Linked DNA regions of Mus musculus: region 2 is linked to region 1. Evidence: chromatin contacts called from public promoter capture Hi-C data. All regions are on one chromosome and are shown on one strand. The core of a region is the stretch at or near the end of the contact, and the rest is flanking DNA. Distances in the headings are between cores, read along the strand shown.

Region 1 (2,976 bases), core at 365-2,864:
ATAATGCTTTCATTAAGTCCATGCTTTGTTTTATTTTTGAGACATCATATAACTTTGTAGCCTACTGTGACCTTGAACTCCCAGTACTCGCCTCAGCCTTCTGAGTACTGAGATTACAGGGTACCACCACACTCATGGAGGCCTCTGTACAGCCAGGCACTGGGCCAGCTTGTACTTAATGTGGACTTACTAACTCCATTGGAGATCCCTTGACAGCAGACATACTGACTGGTGGGTGCTTGCCTCTCCACATTAACTTTTTCACAGCCCGAGACCTCAGGAACAAAAGAATGACAACAAAAACATTTCTTCTAGTTGCTGGTTGGTTAATCACCAGGGAAAGACACCTTGCACAGTAATAATAACACAGAAGGAAAGACAACTTGGTGCCTACAGAGGCTTTAAGAAGCTCTATCACTCGGTGACTATGCTGGCAGCTTGGAAATGCCCTCTGGTCTTTTAAGCAGTACCTTCAGAGATTTATGTCATGAAGAACTGTGGTGTTCCTGTCAGCCGCATTACTGGCTCCTGGACTTCTCAATTCTGACACCTCAACTTTCAGATAGTTTCCTATTCAGCAGCCCCATCCCCATTCTTTCCAGCACATTCCATTTTCCCCCCTTGTCCTTCAGTCTAAAGTCTAGTTAGGGCAGCTCTTCCCAGTCCCTCAATCAAGAGCCCATCACCGTGCTGCTACCTTCTAAGTACATACTAAGTCTGATTGCTTATTTTGTTCACTGCTGCAAATGCTTGTAAGCCTTAGAATGACAACTACAGAAGGCCTCTTCAGCCCTTCCACATACCATTGTCCCACAAGAAAGGCACATATTATCCAGACCTGGTGGCTCACACTTGTAATCCAAACACTAGAGAAGGAAGCTGAGACAAATCTACACAGTGAAAAGTTGTCAGAAGTGGGGAAAAGAAGGTGGGGGCATCTGCTGTTGGTTACTAGCCTATTCTGTGCTGATGCATATCACTGCATATCACTGTCCAGTATAGGTCAGAAGTGTGCTCATGTCACCTCAGGAGAGGTTCAAAATAATGATTGTGTACAAATTCTTCAAGTAGTTGTCAATAAACGCAACAGGGCAGAACTAGTCCTTTCAAAGGAGGAAGCATTCTGAGGGCAGAGGTTCTGCTCTGTCCCAACTGAGTATGGGAGAGGTAGGAATTCACTGCAGGCTGGTCTGTACATATGGGACACTGAATAATACTGTGTAGAGGGCTTCGAAAGTTTTGGAGTTTGTTGTGTTGGACATTGAGGAATGGAGTAAGGATTTGCAGTAGAGGTGGGAGCAGGAGGAAGAGATCCCGAAGAGAATGAGAATGTGTTCCATCAGGGGGTGCTCTAGGGGATGGTAAAATGGTTTTCCGGGCTGTCTGCTGTCTGAGGTCCTCAGAGCTTTCTTTTCTCTTTTGGTGACACAGTTTCTGGTGGCCTCAACTCTGGCACCTCTGGCTCTGGGGCCTGCCTGTTCTCTGTAGGTAATTAACTTACCAACTCCTCGCCCCCTGTCAGGCCGCAGAACTCTTAAAGAGTTGGTCCGCTCCCGGGCGCTGTAGGGACCCCGCAGCGGGCGGGGCGGGCGGCCGGTCTGACGTGTCTCGGCGGGATTGGAGCCTCCGCCCTATATAGCAGCGGCGGCCCGGGCGCCGCGCCTCGGAGCGTCCCGGCTTCTCCCGCGCAGCGGCAGCGACAGACGGACAGACTCTCGGGTGGTCACACTCACGAGTGAGGATCGGGCGAGCTGGTGGGCGGGGGTGCCAGGGGCGGGGCGGCGGGGGGTCGCCGCTGAGCACGGCTGGGGTCGGTTCCTCAGCTCCCCGGCCGCACAGGCTCCTGGTCTCCAGCTACCGCGACGGGCGGGGGCCGCTACGTGTCACTCTGCGCATGGCCGCGCCGGAGCGCAGAAACTTTCCCAAGTCCGCCACGCGCCGCGGGTCTGCTTGCGGGCCCGGACCGCCTGGACTTCTAGCTCACCGGGCGGGCCGCCGCGATGGGGGAGGGGAACGACCTGGCCAGGTTGGTGACGTGGGCTGCCGAGCCGGCCCCTCCCCCGCACCCCTTCCCCCCAGCTCGGCCCGGCCGTACGGGCTGTGGACCGGACCTAGCTAGGTCAGTGGCGCCCTAGTTCGCGTCAAGCTGGGATCTTCACCCGGGGCCCCTATGTCCCGCGCGGTGCCTTGCTGCACCTTCACCTGCGGCGTCTGGCTACGTGGTCACTGGAGGACTCCCGGCCCAAGTACTACTTGGATGCGCCCCAGGGTCCATGGGTGAAAAATACATTACGGAAAAATACCGAATTTGGATGAAAGGCAGGGAGGCCGAGCAGGATACTGTCCCTTTAAGCCTGTCCCCGCCCGCGGGCGCTCTTGGCCGGTGGGAGGGCCATGCTGAGGTGGCATCTGCGAAAGTTCCTCCCAGGCTGGGTCTCTGACTTCCAGAGCTGGGTAATGCACTGGGCCGGCCTTGGTAGTCACAGACATAGTTTGTGATCTCAGCATAGCTGGGTTTTGTTTTTAATTTTGGAGTTTGTACTCTTCGGTATTTGGTGGGGAGAGGGCACCTTCGAAAAGCTTCTGAGGACGTAAAAGTGAAGTTTCAAATTTGGAAGAGAAACCTGCATCTCAGCTGAAGGTTTTCAAGGTGGAGGTTTTCAGTGCCCTCCATGTAGACTGGCCTACAGTATAAAGAACTTGAGTCCCTCTAGCTGAGGTTGATAGGAAATTCTTTCTGAAGCATAACTGAATTCTCCTTGCATAGTGTTGCCCCTTACATAAGTAGTTGGCACAACTTAGCACAGGGGAATCAATTTAAATACTTCCTTGTTCAGAATCAAGAAGGATTCTTCACATACAGCTTTTTCTATTTTCTGGATTAACAACAGGTTTCCAGCTGCCACAGCCTCACTGCTCTCCCGCAGGAGGCCCTGTTGCTCCCCGATTCTGGGCTTCTACCTCTCTTCTTTTAGT
Region 2 (3,124 bases), core at 454-2,953, 240 kb before region 1:
CTAAAGAAAGCTGCTGAGCTAGCTAGCTATGTGTGACCCCCAGAAACAAGTGTCCCAGATATTCTTCAAGAAGGCCCTGGGGGGCCTTCCCATCAAGGGAAACTGCAGAGGGTGTCGGACCTCGGCCAATAACTGAAAGGCCTATTTTCCAAAACAAACATTGGGACACGTGGTACCACAAAGGATTTTTTAGTCCAGCAGAGTACAAGGGTCACAATAAAGTTTAGCTGCTAAAATACTGCTCCTCCAGAGCTTTCTGTGTTTTATGGCAAGAGTGTCTGTGATCTGGACTAAGCAGGAACCAGGAGGGGGGAGGTTGACAAAGGAGCCTGCAAGCAGACAAGCCTGGGGACAAAGAGCAGCGCCAGCCTGGGTGGCCTATCCTTGCACCCTCTCCATTCCAGACAGATTTGGGCTCCCACGCACGCCTCCTCTCTCAGCGCCAGCGGGAGGGTGAGGCACAACCGCAGAAGGGCTGGTCATGTCACAAGAAGGGAATGTCTGTGCAGAACAGCTGTACCGGGAACCCTGAAACACTGCGGGCAGGCCCATCCAACCAGCTATAGAGGGGCGGCCTGGGATGGTACCTGCTGGTGCCCCACACTCACCCAAGCGCAGCAGCACTGTGCACACCTCTGCCAAGCGTCCTCCAGGGGCAGGCGAGGCACGCTCTGGAGCGCTCCAGGAGAGGCCGGCGCGCAAAAGCCGCGCGTGCACGTACTCCCGGCCTAGTGCCTTAGCCTGGGCCACCAGCTCCTTGTCTGTGGGCGAGCGATCAAAGGCGTCCATGATCTCCGCTGCAAAGACAGAAGAGCGCCGCAGCACCTCCATGGCCGAAGCGCGGGCGAGAGGCGCCACACCTACGAATAGACTGAGTTCAGACCGGACCGCCTCCAGCCAGGTGGCGAAAGGACTCCCGCCACGGGAGGAGACCCAGAAGCGCGGCCCGAGGCACAGCGGTCCCCACCGCGTGCGCGATTCAAACAACACAGGAGGTTGGCTGTGCGCCGCCCTCAAAAAGGGCCGGTTTCCGATAGCCTCTCGTTTTGCACCCCAAATCTTTTAAAAGTCTCGGGTTCTTTTTAGGTTCTAAATTAAATCTCGCAGATCCCAGCGGTGGTCAGGGGTTGGAAACACCGCAGGGAAGTGGCGATAGGTTCTTTAATCACAGCGCCCAGGCTCCAGGACCAATTTGGGGGAGAAGAGGATGCAGAGTAGCCTGCTGCGACCAGCCGACAAGCAGGACCCCGCGGGCTCCTCCCTGCCGACGAGTGGGGTCCTAAGGAAGGCTCCAAACTGCGCGGCAGTCCCCGGGCTCGGAGACCACGCACCTGCGCACCTCGCAGAGCCCGTGTTTGTCCCCGGTGTCGCTGTTCCCATGGTGCTACATCCAGGGCACCGACGCCACGCCCGCCCGACTCACCTCTCCCGCCTCATGGCGCGCGGGGCGGCGGTGGAGTTCTGGTTTCAGGACCCGCTCGCTGCCGTCTCCGGCGGTCTAGACCCTTCCATTCAAACCCGCGAGCGCGCGCCCCGCCCCAGCGCCCGCCCCGTCCACACCCGAGCTGAAGCACAGGCTCCGCCGGTCTTCCCGCGCGCTCGCAGAAGTCCTGGTCCCGAGGGGTGCGGGAGGCGTACCGCGGTCTCCCCGCGGGCGAGAAGCCAGGCTTAGGGCTTCGCCTTCTAAGGAAACGGCAACCCCCGGGGGCGGAGCCGCAGCCCAGCTCTGCCCAACGCCTCCCTGGTTTAAGAAAGGCCAGCACAAGTTCTCGGGATGCGCCCGGGAACGCCGCCAGACTGGAGCTGTCCCGGCAGGCAGCGCGAAGAACATCCAGCTCTGACACCAACCCACTGGGGCGCACCAAGTTCCATTTTAAAATGAGCTGACTTATATTTCCTTATTGTCTTATAGAGGCTCCTTAAAGATCCTGGATTCTTGAAGTTGTAGGAGATCTGATGCCCTCTTCTGATCTCCAAGGACACCAGGCATGCACGGGGATTCACAGACATGGAGGCAGGCAAACATTCATACACAAAACAAAAATAACAATAAGTAAATATTTAAAAATAGATTCTGCATTCTTGGCTTAATAGAGCCTTTGGAGTGTGGTGAAGACTTGGGTATGTACATGGTTGAAGATACTACAAATACCCATCCATTCCCACTCAAGTCTAGCTTTGCTTTTAATGAGCTGGACTTATTTATATCCAATCCAATATATAATCTTTTGTAGTTAGTTATCTCTCATTAGGGTATTTCCCTTTGACAGAAAAAGGGGAGGGAGGGAGAGAGACAGAGACACAGAGAGAGGCAGAGACAGAGAGACTCACAAAGAGAGAGAGGCTTGTCTGGAGCTCTGTGTTGACCAGCTGGTCCAACCTGCAGGAATCACCCAGCCCCTGGCTCCGGAGTACTAGACTACAGCGGTCTTCAGAAGCTTAGTTACTTTAGGATTCATACTTAGACCTATGCTGGATCACAGACATCGTTGTGAACAGTGTGGCAGTGAATCCGAGCTCCCTTTTTCCATACCGATTTCCAAGAAAGTCAACATCATCTACTAGACTCTGGTCTTCTCCTTCATCTTTGGACCCAACTGCAAAATCTCAACAATGGGATTTGCTAACTCGACCTAGTTTGTGTAAGTAAAACACTTCACTTAGAGCTATAAAATGCATATTCTACACACGCACACCAAAATAGACTACACCTGAAACCATAAACAAGTGTCAACAAATTTCAAAGAACCAAAATCATACAGTAATTACTCTCTGAATTAAAGCTAAATTGCAGAAAAACCAGTGGAAGTCTCCAAATGCTTGGAAATGAAACAGCGTACTTATAATGAGGCAATAAATAATAAATCACAATGAAAATGTTAAAAGGTTTATTTATGTGTTTTATGTAGATGGGTGTTTTATCTGGATGTATGTCTGCACACAAGAAGAAAGCATTGGATCTCACAGGACTACAGTTATAAGTGGTTGTGAGCCACCATGTGGTTGTTGGGAATTGAACTCAGTACTTCCGGAAGAGCAGTCAGTGCTTGTAACCGCTGAGCCACCTCTCCAGTCCTACCATGGAAATATTTTCAAGTGAACAGTCACAAAAACAGTACAAGCC

The links. Capture Hi-C pulls out chosen DNA fragments and counts their contacts.
Region 2: a contact with region 1 is called in a promoter capture Hi-C map of liver. The contact joins the promoter of Bok here to the promoter of Hdlbp in region 1. A contact is called at or near these places in 4 of 39 promoter capture datasets (cranial neural crest, frontonasal cranial neural crest, maxillary cranial neural crest and 1 more), 4 of 484 Hi-C or Micro-C datasets (Th1 cells, cortical neurons, embryonic stem cells and 1 more), 4 of 115 datasets of contacts at active chromatin or transcription factors (astrocytes, cardiomyocytes, embryonic stem cells and 1 more) and 3 of 9 other capture datasets (adipose tissue, liver and pancreatic islet).

Annotation. Positions count from the first base shown.
Region 1 is chr1:93,444,339-93,447,314 of GRCm38.p6, reverse strand. Hdlbp (high density lipoprotein (HDL) binding protein) reads left to right here and starts at 1,614. Exons shown (of 28, transcript NM_001301364.1): 1 at 1,614-1,735.
Region 2 is chr1:93,684,154-93,687,277 of GRCm38.p6, reverse strand. Bok (BCL2-related ovarian killer) reads right to left here and starts at 1,703. Exons shown (of 5, transcript NM_016778.3): 1 at 1,424-1,703; 2 at 609-860. The coding sequence starts at 831.